Linked DNA regions of Sminthopsis crassicaudata: region 2 is linked to region 1. Evidence: chromatin contacts called from public Hi-C data. All regions are on one chromosome and are shown on one strand. The core of a region is the stretch at or near the end of the contact, and the rest is flanking DNA. Distances in the headings are between cores, read along the strand shown. Region 1 holds the start of TTC23 (tetratricopeptide repeat domain 23). Region 2 holds the start of SYNM (synemin).

Region 1 (6,627 bases), core at 2,184-4,683:
CCAAGATTGCCAGATCAAGAATTCATAGAAGTAACCAGGAGGTAAGGGGAGATTAAGAAAAGACCTTCTGTCAAGGGAGAAAAGAGTCACAGGGGACTTTGATTCAACTCAATTTATGAGAATTTATAAAGTTCTAGATATGTGCAAGGCATTGTGTAACCACTGTTCCAGGCACTGGAGATCATCTTTGCCCTCAAGGAGCTTGCATTCTTCTGGAGAGGTGGAAAGGAGGGAAAATACACAGAGAAATACAAATCTAGACAAAATAAATACAAAGTAATTGGGGAAAGTACTAAACAATAGGCAATCAGGAAAGGCCTCAGATAAGAGGTGACACTAAAGCCAAGATTTGAAGAAAGCAAGGATTTACAAGAGTTGGAGTTGAACGCGGAAAGGATTGTAATATCACAGGAAAAGAAAAGCAATGGTGCCACTTTGACTGGAACTAAGGATTTCTGGGATGGAGCAAAGGAATAGTTTGGAAAAAAAGATTAAAGCCGGTTTGGAAGGCCAAACGTAAGATTTTTGTATTTTATTCTAGGGTCAATAGGAAATCACTTCTTCAGCAGGGGAAAGACAAGAAGATAAAGACCCTAATTAGGAAGGAATTAAAATATTTACATATAGTAATATGTAAAAGGCAAAGGGAACCTAAATTAGGGTGATGGCTATCAAATACAAAAGATGTGGAAGTAGAATCAAAAATACTTAAGTGACTATATTTGGAAGATGAAAAAGAGGGAAAGAGGAATACGATTCAATTTACAAACCTGAATAACTGGAAATTCCGCAGATGGAGTTTCATTTACTTACTTTAAAGCCTTAAAGGTCTTTTTCAAGCTACTCTTTGAAGCAAGTAATTTTAAGGATGCTATAGGTTTAGTTTGAATGGTTCTAAGATGCTTTTCCAGAGCAGGTTTTGACAAGGGAATGATGGGGCCTACAGGTTGAAGGGAAGGGAAGCAGAGGGAACAATGTGAATAAAGGGTCAAATTAATTAGGTCTAAGATCTGAAAAGAAATATTTATTATTTTATAATTTTTCCTTTAACTGGAGTATTAGTCTACAATTCGAACAAGAGTACCTCATTACGAAATCAATCTTCTTGAAGTATGAGAGCTTCTTCTTTACTGAGATATCAGCAATATCATTATACTGGACCAAAAAAACCTTATATTGTAATTCTATGGGAAAGGAAGAAGGAAATTTATATTAAACATAAAAGGAAATTTACCTGTCTATTCATCTTGATAAAGATATTTTAACTTTATTATATATTTTTCTCATTAGTATTTATTTTTTTCAAATACATGTAAAGATCATTTACAACATTCATTTTTGTAAAACTTTGTATTTCAAATTTTTCTTTCTCTCTCACTTCTCTCCCCAACACAGCAAAGAATCTGATATAGTTTAAATATACGCTATCTAAAGGTGTTATTAAAAAAATAAAAATAAAATTCTTTCTTTTCAATGTTAAAACAGGAAGGAAGGTGCTTTTGAATTTTTTTTAATGATGCATCAAGATTTATTTTATTCAACCAAGAATTTATTAGAAGTATCTGTTTTTTTAAACATTAAAACATGTAAAGGTTTATAATATCATTCAATAAGCTGCCATGTTCTACAGTTGCAATAACTTATAATGGGTTTCTCCTGGTTTCTAGGTTTTCCTTTCCAACCCACCCTGTATATTTCTGCAGGTTAAAACAGTTGAAATCTGTTATCATTATGTAATTCCTTTAAAAAAAAAAAAAAAAAAGAAAGAAAGAAAGAAAGAAAGAAAGAAAGAAAGAAAGAAAGAAAGAAAGAAAGAAAGAAAGAAAGAAAGAAAGAAAGAAAGAAAGAAAGAAAGAAAGAAAGAAAGAAAGAAAGAAAGAAAGAAAGAAAGAAAGAAAGAAGAGAAAAGACCAGCCCCTCTTAACCCACTCAAAACAAAAAACCCACCTTGAACAGCTTGCCATTGCCTTAGAGAATAAAATCCCAAATCTTCATTCAGCTTGGCATTCAAGACTCTTCACAGCCTGAGCCCTGTCCACTAATTCACAACATGAAGAGCTCTTCACTCCAGCCAGTTGTCTTTAATACCACTAAAGCACACTTTGACTCATAGTCTTTCTTCTCTCTTCTAATCCTATCCTGCCACCACTTCCCTCACCATCACCTAATCTGAAATGCCCTCCATCTTCCTCTCCATCTCTTTAAATCCTACCCATTCATCAAGCCCCAGTTTATTTTCTAAACCAATTAATGTTTTTTTTTTTTTCTGAGCATTTCAGTTTGTGTTAATCTTTTCCTCCCCTGACCTGTATAGTACTGAACTACCCTGCTATATTATTATTTAAATGTTTTATGTGTATCAATTGGACCATAAGCACTGGAAAAGAAGGCTTGTGCCTAATCTTTATTTTGCATCCCTTTGGACCTAGTATAGTTCTAAGAAGGCATTAGACATCCAATAAAAATTTCTAGAGTGAATGTATGTGAAATGTTTTAAATATAGCATTATCCTAGGAGTTATAAATTGGTTCAAGAAATAGGCTTATCTTTTAATAATCATAGTTTTTGATATTGAAAAGTTAGTTATAACTTTCCAACTGTAAATCTGCTTCTGTCCTCTCACTGGTTTTCTTTTCAGCTATTTGGAAGATTTGTTCTTGCATTTACATAATGCCAGCCAAAATCACAGGAGAAAAACAAGAACAAGTAAAAACATGGAATTAAAGATTAAAAAAAAAAAAAAAAAAAAAAAAGGCCACACAATTTCAGAACTTAAGTCTTATTCTTACATTCATTTCTATGTTTTATAAATTTGTAACAATGCATATTATAAATATACTTCCTATTTATTTGGAATATACTTCACAGAAGTATCCCTTTTATTTTGTATGTGCGTATATAGATATAAATATAGATATAAATAATGTGACTGAATATTAGCAAGTTCAAACGAAAATAGTACGGTAAGGTGGTCAAAGATAATCACTCTTAAAATTTACAAAATTGCTTTAGATACAATATTTCCTACTCCATTCCCATTCCCACACTTGAATGTAAAGAGAAATTTGTACCTTCATAAAAACTTGTTACTTGATTTCCTTTGACTTCAGTCCTTTAACAATTCACTCACTTTGGCTTTTGTCGGATAGTGGTTACAGTTACTTCTTTAGAGAGAAATCCTGATAAATTCAAGAAACAGGCGATTTTGCTGTAAATGCCATTATCAACTTACATTGGATTCGGAGAAACTGCTCCAATTCACTGTGAGAAAAATTGCACAGTTGTCTATTTACGGTTTTCCAAGCCACTTCAATTAGTGTTTTCTTATTTTATACTTCTTTATATAGATTAATGTCCACGAAAATGACTAAAATTCAAAGAGCTTAAAACTAAATTAAGACAACCATTTCCCGGAAAAGAAACTTGTTATTTTACAAACCTGGATCAGGGGAGTGATTGATGCAGCTTTAGCCAATAAAGAACAAAAGATCCGGGATACCCTTTTCAGTCACAGTTTGCGACCCAATCCTTGGGATCCTAAGGCGGGAATTTTAAAAGGGGGAGGGAGGGTTGACTTTCTCTTTTCCTAGACCTCTCCTTAAAGCTAAATCCCATCATTTGAAAAAATTAACTCCTTTTATAAGTTTAAAAGTTAGTTACCAAAAATATGTTAGATGCTTTGTAAATATCTGATATTCTATTATGTAGCATTGTAAATCGAGATACATGCCACAAGAGCATCGATTTAAAACTGGAACAGCATTTCTATTTCCCCTTCCCCCACTTTTTAAAGTCCTAGACTTTGAGGCACAGAGATATTGACCTGCTCTGCTCACATTGTAAGGGAGGAGGCAGGGTTTTGAACTTAGTTCCTCTGACTTTGGATCCAGCATTTTTCCACTAAAGAAACCTTGAGTTGTTACTATGACTTATTATAAATCTAAACAGAAGTAATACCATACTTTGATTAGCCAATGCCAGTGATTAATTGTGGTCAGTTTTAAGAAGTAAATTTCAAATAATTTATTTTTATTATGTTCATGTATCTAGATAGCTTTGCTATACACATTTTGAAAGAAAAATGCTTTTGCCCCCATCAGATTTTTAATAACAGAAAAATGAGCCTTAATGCTTTGTTCTCTTAAAACTTTGAACTCCCTCTCACATCCCAGGAAAAGCGAAAGTTTTACTAACAATCATATTTATCTATCAGTATTGAGGCACTTTTCTTTATATCGAAGAATCTCAAAGTAGCAGAAAGCAGTGGATTAGAACCAGTCTATGGGTTAATCTCTGTAAAGCAATTTATAATTTTGTGTCTTTTGAACAAATCTCTTGATCTACGGGGGATTTTCTTTTCCTCCAATGTTAAATGGGCATAATTTTTTATGCCTCTAGATTGTTCTTGAGACTTAAATGATTTAATGTATATAAAGTTCTTATAATACTTTATGCAAATATAAACATTGTTATTCTATTCTAACCTACGGCAAATTAAGTTCTTGGAGATAGGGTTGTTCAGAGTACTAAACTCAGGTTCAAATGCCATCTGTGTGCCAATATGTGATGGATAAATCACTTGTCCTTCCAGGACGTTTCCTCTGATTATTAAGAGAGAATTAGATTAGATGGCCCCCTGTTTCCAATCTGTGACCCTCTGTTAGATCAGTGAACATTATAGAATAGCTCATGTTTTATAAGTCCAGGAGAGGTTCCTAAATATCCTTGGTCCTCAAAACTACTCTTTCAATTAGGTCACCTGCGAAGTATTATTCTCATTTTACGTGTGTCAGAACCGAGGCTTCAAGAAATAAAGCAGCTTGGCTAAGGTCACCCAACTATGAATTTGCTTTGCAGAATTCTGACTTCAAGTTGTGCTTTTTCTATTCTAAGTTTTCTGCAGAGAAATGCTGCATTTAACATTCACCGACAACTTTCTAGGATCAAGATAGGACTGGACATGCAATCTCATTCATCTATGTTAGAATTCCTTGGATGAGAAAAAACCCCTGACTAACTTGGTGCCGTGAGGTGCCCTGGATCACAGAGCCAACATATATCAAAGGCACGACTTGAATCCAGGCCTTCTAGGTTCCCTAACCGGTGCTACAAATGAACACTTATATAACGCCTACTGTGTGCCAGGCGCTCACTGTACTAAGCACTTTACGGCTATGGCTCCTCACAGGGAAGCTAGGTGGCTCAAGGCACAACATACCAAGCCTGGGGAAAAGAAAAATCACCTTCCTGAATTCAAATGTAATCTCTGACACTAGCTGTGTGACCGTGGGCAGTCCCTTCACCCTGTTTGCCTCGGTTTCTTCATCTGTAAAATGAGCTGGAGAAAGAAATGTCAAACCACTGCAATATCATAGCCAAGAAAATCCCAAATGGAGTGGCGGAAGAGTCGCACACCACAGCTGGGCGGGCTGTGAGCCTTTCCCTCCTCCGGGTGGGGGTCAGGGAGGGCCGGCAGCTGGTGAGTTAATAGCCACCTATTCCCAAAATCTGCCTGTCGGTTGAGCCCTGCCCAAACTCTCAGGCTTATCAGAGGGACAGGAACCTCTGATTACCGGGGTAATGGGGGAGCAGGAAGGTAACCCAGAAAAGACCGCAACCCCTAGGACAGAAAAAGACAAAGACAACAACGGGGCGGGGCCGAGGCTGAAGCGTCGAGCGCTTGTCTGTGAGCAGATACCGCGAGAACTAGTGCGTCTCGCTCTCGCGAGGCTTCCTTCCTTTTCCAGCCCCGCCTCCTCCCGCCTAGCTCCCCGCCCCGACTCCACCCCCCTCCCCTTTCCTTTCCTTCCCTCCCCCCCCCCTCCGGGCGCGGATCCGGGGGGCGTGAATCAATCGGAGCTGGGGCCCCCACCGCCCCTTCCCCGTCCCCGTCCCCGCCCCAGCCCACACGGCTCCGCCCCTTCCCCTCCCCGCCTCCCTAGCTGAGGGGAGCTCTGCCTCGTCTCGGGGAGAGCCTGGGGCCGTGGGCTCCGGCCAGGAGTGGATGTGAGTATCTCCTCCTCCTCCTCCTCCTCTTCCTCCCCGTCTTCCTCGTCGTCGTCGTCGTCGTCGTCGTCCTCCTCCTCCTCCTTGTCTTCGTTTCCGCGCCCCGATCTCGGCTCCGCCGCCCCCAGTCCGGACCTCCGCCTCTGCCTGTCGGGTCTGCCCTCTGAGGCACCGGGGCTCCCGGTCCCAGTCGGCCCCAGTCGGCCCCAGTTCCCAAGTGTCTCCCAGCGAGCCTGCGCCCTCACAGGGACTGACTGGAAAGATTCGTTTCCAGGTCCCGTCTGTCATGACCTCACCCGGCCGGGCCTCGTCGGCTGCTGCCCTCTACCCCATCCCCGCAGTATCCCCGAACCCCCGTTTCCCCTCCTGCACCCCGGCTTCCGTCCGGGTTTCCCCCTCCCCGGAGGCGCCCAGCCAGCTCGCTGCGGGACTGTCATGTGAAGAGGTGTGTGTGTGTGTGTGGTCCCAGGCTGACCCCCTGGAATTGGTCGGCTTATTTAGGGTGCTAATTTGAAGACTGTCTGTGAAGGCGCGCGCGCGCGCGCACATGTGTGTGTGTGTGTGTGTGTGTGTGTGTGTGTGTGTGTGTGTGTGTGAGACCATTTACACACAGAGACACAT
Region 2 (6,627 bases), core at 2,055-4,554, 160 kb before region 1:
GTTTCTTAAGAAAACGTAGTCATTAAATAGCCAAGTAAGAACTCAAATCCAAGCCTGTCTGAGGACAACTCCAGAGTTCTTTCTAATATGTACATTGTATTTTGGGATTAGCCATAAAAAGTATCAGGAAAATAGAAAAGGAAGCTTGGGTAATTGAATGAGAAAGGAAGAAAAGTTGTAGAAAATGATTTAAGTTTATGTCAGATGCCTTCTTCTAGTTTTGGAAGATCCAAAAAACTATGGCTAAGATCAAGTTAAGGTTTTGGAACAACTAAAAAAAATAGTTTAGGAAAAATAGAGGGACCAGGAACAGTCACTTGTACTGGTAGTTTGCTCTGATATGTTCATCTCAAAGTAGAATGCCTATAGTAGGAAAGATAATCAATCCTTACAAATTTAGGTAAAACTGATTCTTTGTAACACTGCAGACATAAAAGCAAAGGAAATAAAAGAAAGGAGTCAAGTGGGATCTTGCAAGAAAAAAAAAAAAAAAAGGACAGCTGTAGTCTAGTCCAGAGGTATTTTTCAATATCTTCAAGTTATTGTGCTTTGCTAGGACTTTACCTATCTAGTAAGGGAATTGGTAAAGCAAGTTTTATATGCCATACCCATGTTGTTAAAAGTGACTTTATGTCTATACCATGAGAATTAATTATAGATCTGTACCATAGGTTCAGTGAAAGCTGCATCTCTAATAGTATGTTTTAGGATTATTACTTCCTTTTTCAGGTATGCTTGTTAAGGAGATTAAGGAATTTCAATGTTGTAGTTTTGTTCACAAAAAGTAGCATAAGTGAAAAGAACCTCTAATGCTACTGAAGCACAATGGTACAATGGTTGGGATAGGAAAAAGATCTGGACTTTTTATTTTGTTGGTAAAGGAAATTCCTAGTTGAGGACATTGCCTCTACTAATTCAGATTGATACTTCTGTAACTAATAGTCTTTTTTTAAAATTCAATTTATTTTAATTTTAGTTCAAAATTCTTTCCATCTTTTAACCTTCCTTTCCATTGAAAAGGCAAGAAAAACAAAATCCAAAATAAATCTGTATAGTCATGCAAAACAAATTCGCTCTTTACCTATATATACCTATATATAAAGAAGGAAAAAAGAGAAGGAAAGGAAGGGAAGGAGGGATCAAGGAAGGAAAGAAGAAAGGAAGAAAGAGAAGGAAAGAAAAAGAAAATAAAAAATAAGGAAAAAGAAAAAAAATTATGCTTCAATCTCCACTTTGCTGTTCCATAAATTATTCTCATAGTTCTACTTCCATCAGTTTGTATCAGTTCATAAAAATCTTTCCATATTTCTTTGAAACCATTACTTTGAAATTTTCTTAGAGCAGAATAGTATCTCATTTCATTCATCATAACTTATAGTTTTAAAGCATCACCTAGAACACTGAAAAGTAAATAGATTAGTCCAGGATTATCTGTCAAGCTTATATTTGAACTCAGACCTTCCTAGATGAGAGTCAATCAACTAACATTTATTAACCACTATTATTATTATATTAATCCACTAGCATGTATTATGTTTATGCCAGACACTATGCTAAACATTGGGCACAAATTTCAAAACAAAAGACAAAAAAAATAATCTTTTCTCTGAAAAGTTTGCAGTCTAATGTTAGAGACAATATGCAAACAACTGGCTGCACCCAAGGTATATATAAAATAAACTGGGGGTAATCTCCGAGAAAAGGAACTAAGATTAAGGAGCACTAGAAATGTTTCTTGCAGAAAGTAAGACTTTATCTGAGACTTAAAAGAAATCAGGTAAGCTAAGTGATGAACCTGAGGGGGATTCTTCTATGAATAGAGGACAGAGTTGAGAAATGTAGTGCCTTGTTTAAGAAACAGCAAAGAAATAATACCACTAGATCACAAAGTACATGGAAGAGATGTAAAGTATAAGAGATTAAAAAGTGGTCAGATTATGAAGGTCTTTGAAAGCCCAGAACAGAATTTAATATTTTATTCTGGAGAGGATAGGGAGCCATTGGAGCTTATTGAGTAGGGGAGTGATATAATCAGATTTGTGTTTTAAGAAGATGGATTTGACAAATGAGTGGAGTATGGATTAAAATAGAAAGAAGCTTGAGGTAGATGTGCAACCAGCAGATTATTGCAGTAATCCAGCATTGAATGAAGAGAGCCTGTTATCAGGAGAGTGGCACTGTTTAAGGCGAATAGGAGGGCATACATGAGAGATACTATAATGGTAACAACAGGACTTGATCACTGACTGGATACAGGGAGTTGTAAGAGAGTGAAGCTTCAAGGCTAATAACTAGGTTGCAAGTCTGGAGCACTAAAAAATGGAGGTTCACTGGACAGTAAAAGAGAATTTAGGAAGAGAGGAAGCTTTAGGGAAAGGTTTTGAACATGTTGAATTTAAGATGTCTATGGGACACCTAATTGGAGAATGTTGAAAAGGCAGTTGGAGAGGTGAGAGAAATCAGAAGTTAGGGCTATAAAAGTAGCTCTGAGAATCAGCAGCATAGAGATGGTGGTTGAAACCCTGGGAGCCTATGAAATTACCAAGTTCAATAAAGTACAAAGGCAGAAGAAGGCCCTGGAGAAACAGAGAGAGAAAACTAGGAGAGCAGTGACATGAAAATCAAGAAAGAAGAGACTATCAAGAAGAAAGGTATGATAGTGTTAGGGGCTGTATAGAGGTCAAGAAAGATAAAGCTTGAGAAAAATCCCTTAGATTTGGCAATTAGATCATTAGTGACTTAAGGGAGAGCAGTGCTTTGGTTGAATGAGGAGGTCAGAAGCTAGACTGAGTAGTTAAGGAAGAGAGGAAAGGAAGGTTCTCTCTGGTCCCTACTCTTCAGATGGTATAGGTACGAGAGCACTAAATCTGTATTCAAGAATCTGTTTGAATCTTGGTTCTGCTACTTGCTCTTCCTGATTCTGAGGTACAGAACTGGAATCATTAAATCTAGCTTTGGAGACAAACTCATTTAGGGAGATGGAATGGTTGTTTTTGGTGTGTTGATGTGTCTCCAACAGAAGGCCAGTTTCCCTGTGCCCCCAAACCCTTTCACTCTCTACTATTTAGTAGAGTTTTGTTCTGGATTGAAACCTGTTCCCTTGTTTACAGATGTTAGAGATAAAAGTTCAGAACTGGGGTTCGTAGTCTCCGAGGTGGGCCATTCCCGCAGAGGGCGCTGTTTGGCTATAGTGGTCCGGGTTCGTCCCAAGCTGCTATTGGATGGAGACCCTGGCCAAGGAGACGGCTCCCTGCCAGCTCCTCGCCGAACCCCACCCAGTCTTCCGTTATGTCATGTTGCTTTGCCAGTCTCTGTCCCAGAGTCGGTAGACTCCGGAGCTGCAGGATCGTCATCTCCGCTGCAGGGGAGAAGTGGAGGGAGAGGTCAAGGCTTGGACAGGAGGGGGACAGTTTTCATCCCGAAATTCTACCACCCCCCAAAAAATAAACGAAGCCACGATGCTGCACTGGAGGCTGTTAGGGGGAGATGAGAAAGCTCAGCTTCAGGAACTCAACGCCCGCCTCTACGAGTATGTGTCCCGGGTGCGGCAGCTGGAGCAGGAAAACCAGCAGCTCCTGGACGAGCTGCATAACCGGAGAGGGGAGGAGGACTGGTGGGAAGCATGGCAGGGTCGCTACCAGGCGGAGGTGAGCAGCTTGAGGCGACAGCTGGAGGAGCTTAGCTGGGACAAGTCCCTAGCCGAGGGGGAACGGGACAGCCTGTGGCACGAGCTGCAGGAGCTGCGCAGGCTGAGCGGGGAAGTGCGTGCGGTCCGAGGCCAGTTGGACGCCGAGCTGGGCGCGCAGCGGCAGCAACTGAAGGAGGCCCTGGGCGCCCGGGCCGCTCTGGAAGCGCTGCTGGGCCGCCTGCAGGATGAGCACCAGCGCCTGCAGGAGGGGCACGCGCGGGACGTGCGGGAGCTGCGGGCGCAGGTGTCCACCTTCTCTCTGCGATTCCGCGCGCGCCAGCCGCCCCGGGAACCCCAGCTCAATCTGCAGGAGGTGCACGACAGCTACGCCCTCCTGATGTCCGAGTCCTGGCAGGAAACTTTCCAATTGTACCAGGACAAGGTGCGCGAGCTGGAGGAGAAGGTGAGGCTGGGGCAGGAGAGTCGGAAGGAGGCAGAGGAGGAGAAGCGGCTTTGCCAGCTAGAAGTGGAGTCCCTGTACCGAGAGGCCCAAGAATTGGACCAGCTGCGCCAGAGGCTGGAGGAAGAGCTCCTGAGGTTGAAGGAAAAATACGACCTGGAGATGGAAGAGAACCAGGTGTGTAATAAAAATTCACAGTGATACGTGCTTCAAGGCGTACAAAGTGTCTTATCCGCAAACACTTTGTGAGGAGGGCATGTAACTCCTTCTTACAGATGAGTAAATAGAGGTGCACAAAGGTTAAGTGATCCCACAACTAGGAAATGTCCATCAGAAATGGGTTTCAGATCGCTTGAAACCCACCTCCTGCATTTTCCACTAAATCACACTACTTGAATTGTGTTTTTTGGGAACGGTTTAGGGATAACATCTCTGTTTTTGAGGTTCTTCTCCATCTCCATTTCAGCATGGAAAACCAAGCCTTCCCCCACAATAGTCCAAGAGTCGGTGACTTTTCCAGCCACCCTGGGGCGGGGTTAATGTACCTAAGGTTCTGTGGAGTGAAGCTTTCCTTTACTTTCCTCAGAGTACTTTGAGGAGTTTTGTGTCAAGGGAAAAGTGTAGTAATCTCCTTATCTGTTATCAAAGGGTATTATTTTAGTGGCAAAACTGCCCATTCACTAGGGAACGTTCGTATCAAGGAAGGATCCCAGAGAAAACCAAATTAGGGGCAAATATTGGGAAGTTGATCCGCCCTTGCACGCATGTCTGTGTTTGGAGGTGGAGAAAGAAGGAAGGTATGAGAAACTGCACTGGGCAATGACCCCAGGCATTTCCATCCAGCAAGTGGGGGTTGGGCTCTCCCTGCTGTGTCAGGGTCGGTTTTTGGAGTCATGAATCCTTTCAGATCTTTGTAAGAAAAAACATTTGGCTCTTCACTTTGGCCATATATAGTGAATAATTCTCTCCTTTGTTCTTGGAAGTGACAGGAATGGCAGGAATAGGTGATAATCAGATATAATATTGGATAATGTTACAAAGTTAAATCAGATTTTACTTCCTCCCCATAATTCTAAAGAATCATGTTAAATAAAGATTCAATGTGACATTTTACTTATTCTACCCCTTGCATTGGATTAATATAAAGTTAATATCTAGAAAAAGCAAAATCCATACTTTCTTAAAAATAAATAATGACTCTTGGAGTTGTGTACTATGTAGCTTAGGTTGTGCAGCTGACTCCATCAGACTTTATTGGAAATAATTCTAATTGTGCAGTGGTTCTCTGAAGTGATAATTTAAAGATTATGTAACTGCATACTTTATGAGGTCAGTTTGCAGTGAACTGTGCTGTTTTGATTGTGGTTTTTTAGGTAAGGCAAAAATAAAACTTTGAATATTTTGAGGAGACAGGAGACCTAGGATCCTTTCCTGAAACATTAGCTTGATACCAGCTTCATCATTTTGGGCAAAGCAGCCAATTTCTTTGTCTTAGTATCTCTCTTTCTAGAGTGGAGAGAACAATACTTTCTTTCCCTACTAATCTCAAAGAACTCTTGTGAATAAATAATAAACATGAAATGCTTCACATGTAAGTATAATCTACATTTTTTCACATACTGAGATTAGCCTCCCTGAAAAACATTTTAGATTTTTTTTTTAACAGTTTTGTCTCTAGTCTGGTGTCAATCAAATAACAGATATTTATTGAGCATCTTTCATGTGCCCAATGATGTGATGTGATCTCTGGGGCATACAGAAGTTTAATAAAGGATACCTCCTCAGTTTGGAATCTAGTTGAGGACCCTATCCCAAACTTTCAATATAATGAATTAGACAACCATTAAGAATCAGATTATGATGCTGTTTTCTAAAACAAATCCTTTGTTGCCTAAGACCTTCTTAGTGAAAACACTTTTGTCATAAAGCTGATATGACAAAACCTTGATTAATAGGAATGCTGACCAGTTGGATTTTCTACTTGTTATTGTTATCCAGAAAATCCTGTATGCATAAAATAGAAAATCTTTCCAAAATGTATTAATCCACTTAGTTGTGTTGAGTAAGTTGGTTGATTAAAGGTATTGAAGTATGTCTGGAAATCTTCCTGATCAGTTTTCTTGAATGTATCAGTATACCTGCATTAGTGAATATGAACACAAATCTCATTTGTGTGCTGTTAGCATTTTTGCAATGCTTATCAACAGCAAAATGCTGAATCAATCAGTACTTTTAAAAGGGAGTTAATTCTTTTTGGATTACCACAACATGATCTGTATAGAATAGACCCAAGATTTTCCACTCTCCCTTTTTGTTTTTCTGGTCTGGCCTTTAAATTTCTGTGAAAAACAAGAGGGGGATGGTGTTTAGAGGATGAGAAAGCATGAAAAATCCCCACAGAGTGTCCTTTCTTTACTCTCATGAATTGGAGTGATGTAATTTGACAAATTGAAGAGAAGATTTTCAGTTAGGAAGGAATCTTAGAAATCTCTAAACCAAAGCCCTAATTTTAAAAAAAATTCCTATCTTCATTCATTTA

What was found. A called contact is a pair of places that touch in the nucleus more often than the background predicts.
Region 2: a contact with region 1 is called in a Hi-C map of fibroblasts, with 5 times the contacts expected there. The contact joins the promoter of SYNM here to the promoter of TTC23 in region 1. A contact is called at or near these places in 2 of 2 Hi-C or Micro-C datasets (fibroblasts and hippocampus).

The regions. Positions count from the first base shown.
Region 1 is chr2:553,047,655-553,054,281 of ASM4859323v1, reverse strand. TTC23 (tetratricopeptide repeat domain 23) reads right to left here and starts at 3,433. Exons shown (of 13, transcript XM_074295038.1): 1 at 3,072-3,433; 2 at 1,085-1,184. It overlaps LRRC28 (leucine rich repeat containing 28), which reads left to right and starts at 5,693. Exons shown (of 10, transcript XM_074295039.1): 1 at 5,693-6,006.
Region 2 is chr2:553,203,676-553,210,302 of ASM4859323v1, reverse strand. It overlaps SYNM (synemin), which reads left to right and starts at 3,304. Exons shown (of 5, transcript XM_074295043.1): 1 at 3,304-4,265. The coding sequence starts at 3,459.